Linked DNA regions of Mus musculus: regions 1 and 2 are each linked to region 3. A link is a contact called in public Hi-C and promoter capture Hi-C data. All regions are on one chromosome and are shown on one strand. Each heading gives the region's core, a stretch centred on a gene start, on an enhancer-like site or on the middle of the called end of the contact. The rest is flanking DNA. Distances are from core to core; before and after follow the strand shown.

Region 1 (3,307 bases), core at 419-2,918, 4.8 Mb after region 3:
TCATTTGATGGTGCTGGGGACTATATCCAGGGGCCTGGACATGCTAAGCCAGTGTTCTACCTGGGGCTGGACCCCACCTTGAGGGCTGAATTTTTAAATCCACAGTTGTCAATGGATAAAATGACTAATAGTTTATTCTCCACTTAGGTTTATAACTTACAAGAATCTCAGTGTGCTACTGAGATTCAGTGAAGGCAGAAACAAAACCAATTACAAAAGTTAAAATGTCTGCCCCTTTTTCAAATGTTACTGTCACTTCCAATCAAAGGAGGTAAGGAATCCAAATGGGACCATCAAAGAGAGAAACAATGGGCTTGTCTCCATGTCAGAAATGCATGCTAAATTTACTGATGTTAACTTCTAACTACTCTTTGGACTCTGCTGGAAACAGTGCTTCTCCTATTTGTCCCATGCACTGTTAATCGTGTAGTTTTCATACAATTTTCACTTCCAATTCTTCCCTCAGATCATTCCCCATCCTCTGACTAAATGACAATAATTAACTGTCCCTAAAGCACAACACCGTCTTAAATACACACGCTGCAATTTAAGGTCTAAATGTTCAACACCAAGTCGAGAGCTTTTGAAGGGAGCCTAGTCATTAAATTAAGGGTGATTTTATACTTGGGAAAAACAGGCTCAGGAAAAAAATTATCCAATGGGCTAAAAAAGGCCCTTAAAAGTTTCCTTCTGCCGGGCGTGGTGGCTCACCCCTTTAATCCCAGCACTCTGGAGGCAGAGGTAGGCGAATTTCTGAGTTCGAGGCCAGCCTGGTCTACAAAGTGAGTTCCAGGACAGCCAAGACTATACAGAGAAACCCTGTCTCAAAAAAAAAAAAAAAAAAAAAAAAAAAAAGTTTCCTTCATTCAACCCTGAGACTTGAAATCACAGTAAACTCGACCTAAAGGTATTCTGAGCGTCGGCAGCTAATCAGTGATGGCTGGAACTGGGGGCTGCCAACTCCCAACCTCGATTTCCCCACAGTAAAATTGACTACAACTGTCTGCTGTTAGGGTGTGCGGGCGCGGGGGCAGAGGATCATCTTAGGATACCCTGGTTTTATATAAGGAATGGGGCATAGTTCCCAGATTCTTTGTGTCTACTCGTGAAGCGGCTACTTGACAGCACCAGCTTAAGGTGGCCCCCGACTGGACGCATCCTTGAGGGCCAGGTTCCCCTCAGCGAAGGGAGACCTCCACATTTCGGGACTGGCCCACCTCCCCAGGACGGGTGAACCGTGGGAGGCGGTGGAGTAACGCCGACAGAGAAGACGTGCCCGTCAAGGCCATCGCCGCCCAGCCTTGCCCAAGCCCTGGTCTCGGGCCGCCAAACCCCAGCCCGGTCACTGAGCCGCGTGGGGCGGCACGGAGCTGAGAGGCCATTTGCTGCGCTGCACTGCGCTGAGCCCCGAAGGACCGGGAGGGGAAGGCCAGAGAGGGGCACGCATTAGTTCCACAGCTCCGCGGGCGAGGCGGAGAGGGGAAGGGGTCCCCCGGCCGCGGGACAGCTCGGGGTCCGTCACACACATACTCACTGCCGCGGCCGCGACCAGGAAGCACCAACCAGGAACCGAAACGCGTAGAGGAACGGGGAGGGGCGAGGACAAATGAGGTAAGGAAGCCGCGTCCGCGCGGACTCCAGGGAGGAGAAGGTACTTCCGGGGAAAACAGAGCTCTTGGGAGCTGTCCTTCCGCCCAACCCGCGAGTCCTCCGAGCGCATGCGTAACGCTTATTAACCCTTTGTTTTCTCCGCCTATAAACTTTGTGTTTGGTTTTGTTCTTTTTTTCTTCATCCTTCCTTTCGAAAAGAAATCTCGGCTGAAAAAATTATGGTGCATATTTTTATCTTATGAGTTATACTAAATAGAAGCTACTTGAAGGGCAAAAGTAAGTGCGAGTTCACTTACTCCCGTGTTGGAAAGAAAACTACAATTCCCATGATACCTTGGTCCGGTCGGCAGGGGCTGTCTCTTTTCTAGCTCTGGGTGACGCCCTCGTAGTAACACGTGGCGCAGAGCAAATCGGCCCCTTTTCCGGGTGGAGGTCAGAGTTAGTAGGGGATTTAGGGTTAGTAGGTGACTTCGGAGAGGGACCTTGATAATGCCAGCGCGGGAAGAGGCATTTTTGAGAGTGTCTGGTTTGGGTTTTGGTTTTTCCGCTAGTGGGAATAGTGACCGCACGGCTTTTCTCACCTTAGGTTGTAAAGTGCACTCGGAGGTGCTTCCGCCTTGTTAACTGTTTGTGAACCGTGAAGAGCTGCACTCCTGCAACACGGAGTAAATGCTGTTCTTTCTGGTACTAGGAGACGGTGTTCACGGCCTCCAGCATTGGTTCCCTTGGTCACACCTTTAAGAAAAAACAAAAAAACAAAAAAACTTTAATTATGAGGTTGGACGTGTAACCCAGTTGGTAAAGTGCTTGCTTACCGCATAGAAGGCCCTGGGTTCATTTTTAAGTTCCACCACATAAGCAGCCTAGTACAGAGGAGGTGGAAAAAGGAAAATAAGGAATTCAAGTTCATCCTTAGCAACGTGGAGCAGTCAAAGATAGCCTGAGCTACTTAAGACCTTGTCACAGTCAAACACAAACAAACATAAGTTCATCTAAGCAACTTTACAAATACCGAATTAGGTACTGACAACATCCCTGATAGATGAGTTTGATTTTAAATCTTTTTGCCAACATTTATTGAACATATTAGAGCCAAGCTGTCAGCCTTCTACGTTATTAGAAAACTAAGCTTATATTTACTTAAACTAAATTATAGGGGGGTTGGGGGAAGAGTTTCAGGAAAATGTCAGGCTGTTCTAGAAAGTCCAGATAAAGTAGAAGAATTTTAAGGTCTTGTTACAGTATTAGGAGTTTGAAAATAATTACAAAATTCGATTAGCATTATGGTTATGTGCTAGGAAAGAAAGGGACAAGACACTATAAAAAGGCAAAATTGAAAAACCTATTTGGGGGATAGAAAAAGTGGTATAGAAGTAGGTCACATGTTTGGACAGTTCAGGGAATATGTGCCAAAGGAATGCTGTGTGTGTGTTTGTGTGTGTGTATGTGTGTATTAAAAGACTGAATTTTTAATCAAGGGCCATAATAACTCCTCTTAGTATATTGTTAGCTTACAGGTGATTTCACTAGACTCCTCCCAGGGACCGAGCAAGGGATTAGAGGACCTATAAAAGGACTGCTGGCCACCCGGCTCTCTGTGTGTTCCATAATCTCATATGTCCTCTCCTTTTTCTTTTTTCCCCTCCCCCCTCTCTGTTTTCAGAGTTCCCTCTCCCCCGTCTGTCCTCAGAGGTCC
Region 2 (3,068 bases), core at 101-2,600, 4.2 Mb before region 3:
GCTCCAGGTTGCTGCCCTCAGTGCTTTGGATGATAAACTGTAATCTAAAACTTAGCAAACCAAACCCTTTCTTCCCCAGTCACTTTTGGTCATGGTATTTCACCACTGTAGTATTAGCTCTAACTAAGACAGTGAGTAAAGCCTTTCCCTCAAGAGGCAAGTGACTAACTGCTTGGTTGAGAGCATTTACCCAAGGCTGGTCTGTCGATCATTATGCAGCTCTGTTTCCTAGTGCTTTTTTTTTTTTTTGTCTTGGCCTCCAAAGTGCTGGTATTACAGGTGTGTGTTACCATGGTTGGCTCACAGGCTGACTTTTACTTAATGGAAATCTTCAAACTAGAAAGACTGGAATATCATTCTTTATAGCCGAGAAAGCTTGAGACATACAAGAAAGCGGCTTGCCTTGTACTACCTGAGAAATTGGCGATCGTGATGAAATCTGAATTCAGTTCTCTGGACGACTTTTATCTAAAGCTTTTAACTACCCGGCCCCATTTTTATCAAATCTTTCCCGATATTCCCCAACTGATAATGTAAACGGAAGACAGGAACGTTCCTACATGCAGTTATCTCGCATCGCTAACCGCGCCCACCTTATCATTATTATTGTTACTTATTATTATTACCATCGTCATCATACTATTAAGCATAGTGAGCACTCCTTCAAACGAACTAAGAATGACTACTGAGGAGTCTAAGAAGAGAGGAAAGCGACTGGTAAGCCAACCACCACCTCTCTTCGAAGCAGTTGCAGCAGGCTGCTTGCTGTACACAGAACTTGGCTTTGGCGCAGCATCAAAGTCCTTCTCAGGTGGAACCCTCCCTGGGCGGCTGCCCTGCCAACCCCCTTCCTTTCCCTGTAAGTTCATGCCACGGCGTCGGATGCACTCAGAGCAGCAGCAGGCTGCATCAGTTCCTCCCCGGCGGAGCCACCTTGGCATGCATTGGTCCTCACACCTGATCGGTCTCCCCGCATCGTCCGCTCTCGCCAACCAGCTCAAGCGTCACTGTCCCAGCCCGGCCTCTTAAGCGTCTCCATGAACCTCCAAAATCGAACCCTCGCGGGTCAGGACGATCAACGGACAGCATGGGCGTGTGGGAACGATCTGTCGCCGGGACAGCGGGGACGGCGGCAGCAAGCTCGTGCACGGACTGCGGCCGACCTCGGACTCCTCCCCGCCGCCGTAGGGAGGGTACCCCAAAGGTGGACGACCGCTACTCAGGGTATACCAGTAGACCAGCGACAGTGCCTGAAGGAACCCGCCCACGCCCAGGCTCGGCTACCCGGCCCCGGTGCCCTCATCTTACCTAACTCTAGAGCTGCGGCGGAGGCCTCGCTTTACGGCAACTGTCGCAAAGAAGCGGTCAAGCGCGCAGCGGCGTACGCTGGCTGTTGCTTTGTTCTCCGAGCGCTCCTATTAGTGTGGCCTATTTGGCCATCAGAAATCTGCAATCAGCCGTCCCTCCGGCAGTGCCCTGAGGCTGCCTGGAGTTTAGAGAAAAAACAGAACTGTCCCCCGTAGTGTACGGCTCATCAGACAGAGCGCAGAAAGTGCAAACCTAGGGTGGATAACGATTCTTTTTCTCCCTCCCTCCCTCCCTCCCTCCCTCCTCCCCCTTCTCCTCTCTCTACATTCTGCTATTGGGGACAGAATGGGGAAGAGCACTATGTAGTGATGCAAGTACTCATGAAGTTGAGGTGCCTACTTGACATCCAGGTCTAGAAGATGCGATCTTCCAGTTTGGGGCTTGAAAGAAATATAGATGCTTCTGGGCCTGGCACCTAGCATCTTTGCTTTTAGCAGAGCCATTTAAAGAGTTATTGGCAAGGAGCAGATGTGGATTTTGATAGGAATTTTTGAAAATTAAAAAGCACTAAAGAAATTATTGTAATTTTACGTTCTTTCTACGAAAATTACTAACGGCGTATAGAAAAAAATGAAATAATTTACCTACGCACCCCGTTCTATATCATTTAGCTCAGACTGGCCTTAAATTCTACTCAGCCAATATGGTGTTCAACTGATCCTACACATCTTCCACATCTCAAGTGCTGAGATAACAAGTGTGCATCGCCATGCTTGTCTTAAAACAGAATTTTTCAAAAAGTTGTGATGGAATGTGGCTGTATCAAAAATTTCTATTGTCTGACATGCCTACAATTCAAGTATTTGGGGGGCCAAGGCAAGAGGATCTAGAGTGAGCTCTTGTCTTTAAACACATGCAAACGCACATGCACGCACGCACACACACATGCACACATGCACACAATATAATTGATGCCTATTGGAGTACTAAGAGGTGATATTTTAAAAGATATTAGGAATGCTTATTATGCTCAACTATGTCTGGAAATTATAAGGAGGAAAAAAAAAAACTTCCCGGGTTTTAGAAGTGAATAGATTTCAAGTGCATAGTAAATATTATCCTGCATAAACCTTGCAGGAGGCAGAGGACTAGCCAGCTTTCTAGCCAGTTTTCTGATTTGAGCTAAGTTTAAGTTTAGATCTCACTGTTTTCCCTATATAAGCACAGTCATAATGTGCCATCTACATTATCAAGTTTCTGTTTCTATAAAGTGGACTGGGATTTAGAGGAAGGGATTTAGCACCCTTCAAAGAAAATTGACAATCCTTTTGGTTATCCTAGATTTAACTTGTCAGCAATTTTTTTTGAAACTTACTTCTAAATTTTCCTCTACTTGCAAGTAACCTTATTCTTTTTAATATAAACTTACAAAGTAAAAGCCCTGCTTACACCGGAAGTTGGACAATAACCAGGTAAGCACGCTGACATCGATGGTCCTTGTTGATGGGTTGAATGTGAAATGCTCCCCAGACGCTTCTGTTGGAATCCCTTGTCTCCAGGCAGTTTTAGAACCTTGGAGGGGTAGGATTCTGACACCCTGGAGGAAGTGGGCCATTAGAGAGGTCAGACATTAAGGATTACAGCCCAGCTCCCCTTTCAGTATGCTCTCTGCTTCTTGGTCCAGTCCATCCAGATGTGAGTAGACTCAGCCACCTGCCCCTGCTGCCATGTCCCCCCTCCCATGGTAGACTTTAACCTCC
Region 3 (3,127 bases), core at 280-2,779:
GGAAAGTACAGAGCCAACAGAGCCGTCTGGGAATGAGATTCTGAAGCTGCCAAAGCCAGCCTTTGCTAACAAGGAAGCGAGGGAGACCAGAGTTGTAGAAAGATCCGAATCAGAAGGTTGGGACAAAATAGTGCTGGTGTCAGTTACACTGCTTGACGCATTCTGGGTTTAAGTGTTAGTACCTTATTAGATATTTTAGTTAGAAAAAGCGTGCATTCTTACCCAGCGAGACCAGCTTTCCGTAGCTGTCCATCATGACATCTTTATACAGGCTTCTCGGAGCTGGATCCAGATAACCCCACTCCTCCTGAGTAAGAAACATAGCCATAGCCTCAAATGTCAGCCACTGCTGGAATTGTTTTCTCTCTGTAGTCAGTTCCAGTGGTCTCTCCACTGAAAGTGGGAGAAGTTATTGTCACTTTACCATGCTCCCATTCACTAGGAGGAACACGGTAAGTAAGAGTTCCAAAAGGTGCTCAATTCATGGCACCTCACACTGAAAAGGATCTGGACTGGTCTAGATCCACGCCTTCCAAACTGAAGGTCTTCTCTGCTTTCGTTATTACACACTAATACCACGACTGTTTTTAGTTAACAGCCTTAAGACCACCCCAACGTTCCCTGGCCTCACTGTTCGCCCCAAGCTTCTACCCACACCAGCTTGGGACCCAATTCGACGCAGTTCCATTAGGTTTTCTAAACACTCACCTTGAGTTCAGACATTGTGCTAGCTGCAGAGGACAGACGAGATTTAAAAAAAAAAAAGAAGAAAAGAAAGAAAAAAGTGCCTCACCTGAGAAACTCATAAATGAGATCTAACTTGGAGCAGTCTTAATTTTCCCCAGCCGATTTATCAAGTTACTCTTGAAAAAAAGAAAAAAAGAAAGAAAGGAAAAAAGAAAAAGGGGCCTTGGGGAGTTTGTAAGTGAACTAAAAGCACCTTGCAGCAAGGGGTATGTCCCGCAGCAAGGGGTACACAGGAGTTGACTGGGGTCCTTTCTTAAGAGTTGTAGAAATGGCCAGGAGGGGGACAGGGGAAGAGGTGATGGCGCGGCCTTGCTGTCTTGGGAGTGGCGAAATAACGGAGATCTCTTGAAAGGGCAACTCACCTTTGGCTCCAGCGGTGGGCTTGGGGACGCCATCGCCTCGTTCAGGAATAGCAGCCACACGACATTGGGGCTCTGATGAGGCCTAGATGGCTGTTGGAAATAAGGCTCGGCGAGAAGGGGCTCACCGGATGGGTCTGGTGTGGTCCTGCCTCTGTCTCGGAGCGGTCAAGTTCCTAGGGGCATATCAGACGTTCTGTCTGGCTGTCCTCCAACCCCAAACCCAGTCCTCTGTCCCGCTGCCTAGCCTTAGGGTCTCCCTGTAATATCTCCTCCTTGTTGCCAATTCCTCCGCCTCAAAGTCAAGCTGCACTACTACCGACCACCCCCGGACCAGAAGGCGTTACCCGGAGCCTTCGCGGAACCGCTCCAACTACAACTCCCAACATGCCCAGGGAGCGAGCCACCGCCTTCTTCCGTAAATGGCAAGCGAACTACATTTCCCGGAATGCATAGGTCTGGGCAACGTCAGGGGCCGCTGAAGTAAGCTCTCATCTGATTGGCTGAGTCGGGCACGTCTGGCGCTCTTGGGTTGCTTGTCGAGAATGGCGGCGCTGATCGTGTCTCGGTTAGCAAGAAGAGGCTGGCTGTGGAAGCTTCCCTTGGCAACACGTAGAGAATTTTGGTCTCGATCCAGGTAAATCTGAGTGTTTCTCAATGGTCTAAGTTCCACGTAAGTAATCAGAAGCGGAGGGGACGAGTTCAGAGGGTTAAGATGGGACCCTGGTCCTGAGCCTTCAGGAGTTAGCGTGGAGTAGGGATCCGAGCTAAAAGCTTACGTTTCTGCGATTGGCAGGACCGCTTCTAACGGCAACACGGTGCGCTTTCCCAGATTTCACTGATGCATACAACAAATAGTTTCTAAATGCCTTCCGTGTCTCTAAGTGTGTACCCAGCAGTACTCTCTTTCCCACGCTTTAGTTCCACACGGGAGGGAACTGAGGCCCACTGAAGAGAAGCACGCACATGGTGGATCCAGAAGCCCCGTGACTTAACTGCTTATCCACAGTTTTCCTCACTGCATCCTGTGGGATCTATGTATATTACTTAGATAATATTTAGGGCCTGAAAATTTAACCGCTGGGACCTCAGAGAACAACGAACGTATTAAGTTAGAAGTTTGAATCCTCACCCCATGTATTAACTCTAACCTTTCCCTGGTTAGTGTCAGATGTCCCAAGTTCATTTCTTTTTTTTTTCACTCAACAGATATTTTAGTGTTTACTATATGATAAATATTAAAGATAAAGTGGTTAATTAGACCAAATCTTTGTCCTCATAGGAGAAGGGGGGCAGTTGGTGATAAACTGTTCATTTTTCAGGTAACCGTTCTTTAAGGTGTAAATGGATGTAGTGATGTATATTCACATAGAGGAGAGATTTCAGCAGTCAGGCCAATCCCACCTTTTTACATCCCTTTTTGCGTTCTGTTTGTTTGTTTTGTTTATTGTCAATCATCATAGCTCTGTGTTAGAATTTTAAATCTTGAAGCATAATTTCTTCCATGTTTTTCTTGCTCATGATTGCTGCAGCTATTCGTAATTTAAGATTGCTCTTTATGTCTTTGGGAAAAGCCATTCGATTTTTTTGAGTTAAGTATTTAAGTAGTGCAGACATGGAACAGTCATTGAACATGGACTGTCTCTTCATTTATATGTGTGTTTTCTGTTTCTTTCATGGATGGTTTAGAGTTTTAGAGTATAGATCTTTAACCTGCTTGGTTATTTTTTCCTAAATATTTTTTTCCTGCTGTTATAAACAAACCAGATTTCTTGATCATTTGGGGGGGGGTGATTTATTATTTCTCTAGAGAAACCACTGATTTTATTGAGGATTTATTTTATTTATGTCCATATGTGTATGTATAAATATATGTGTGCTGATACTCTCGGAGGACAGAAGAGGGCGTCAGATCCCCTGAGTTTGGTGTTACAAGAGATTGTGAGCTAGCAGCCTGAGGTGGGTGCTGAGGACTGCACTCTGGAAGAGCAGCGAGTTCTCTTAACTTCTGAGCTCAAAGC

Evidence for each region. Promoter capture Hi-C pulls out the DNA fragments that hold promoters and counts their contacts. Hi-C and Micro-C count contacts between places; a contact is called where the count stands out from the background.
Region 1: a contact with region 3 is called in a Hi-C map of CD4 T cells, with 8 times the contacts expected there. The contact joins the promoter of Zcchc7 here to the promoter of Zfp189 in region 3.
Region 2: a contact with region 3 is called in a promoter capture Hi-C map of pre-B cells. The contact joins the promoter of Fktn here to the promoter of Zfp189 in region 3. A contact is called at or near these places in 2 of 39 promoter capture datasets (cranial neural crest and pre-B cells).

What each region holds. Positions count from the first base shown.
Region 1 is chr4:44,754,920-44,758,226 of GRCm38.p6, reverse strand. Zcchc7 (zinc finger, CCHC domain containing 7) reads right to left here and starts at 1,668. Exons shown (of 9, transcript NM_138590.4): 1 at 1,535-1,668.
Region 2 is chr4:53,712,436-53,715,503 of GRCm38.p6, reverse strand. It overlaps Fktn (fukutin), which reads right to left and starts at 1,350. Exons shown (of 10, transcript NM_139309.5): 1 at 1,309-1,350.
Region 3 is chr4:49,519,578-49,522,704 of GRCm38.p6, reverse strand. It overlaps Zfp189 (zinc finger protein 189), which reads right to left and starts at 1,529. Exons shown (of 3, transcript NM_145547.3): 1 at 1,110-1,529; 2 at 223-307. The coding sequence starts at 1,142. Mrpl50 (mitochondrial ribosomal protein L50) reads left to right here and starts at 1,622. Exons shown (of 2, transcript NM_178603.4): 1 at 1,622-1,743. The coding sequence starts at 1,652.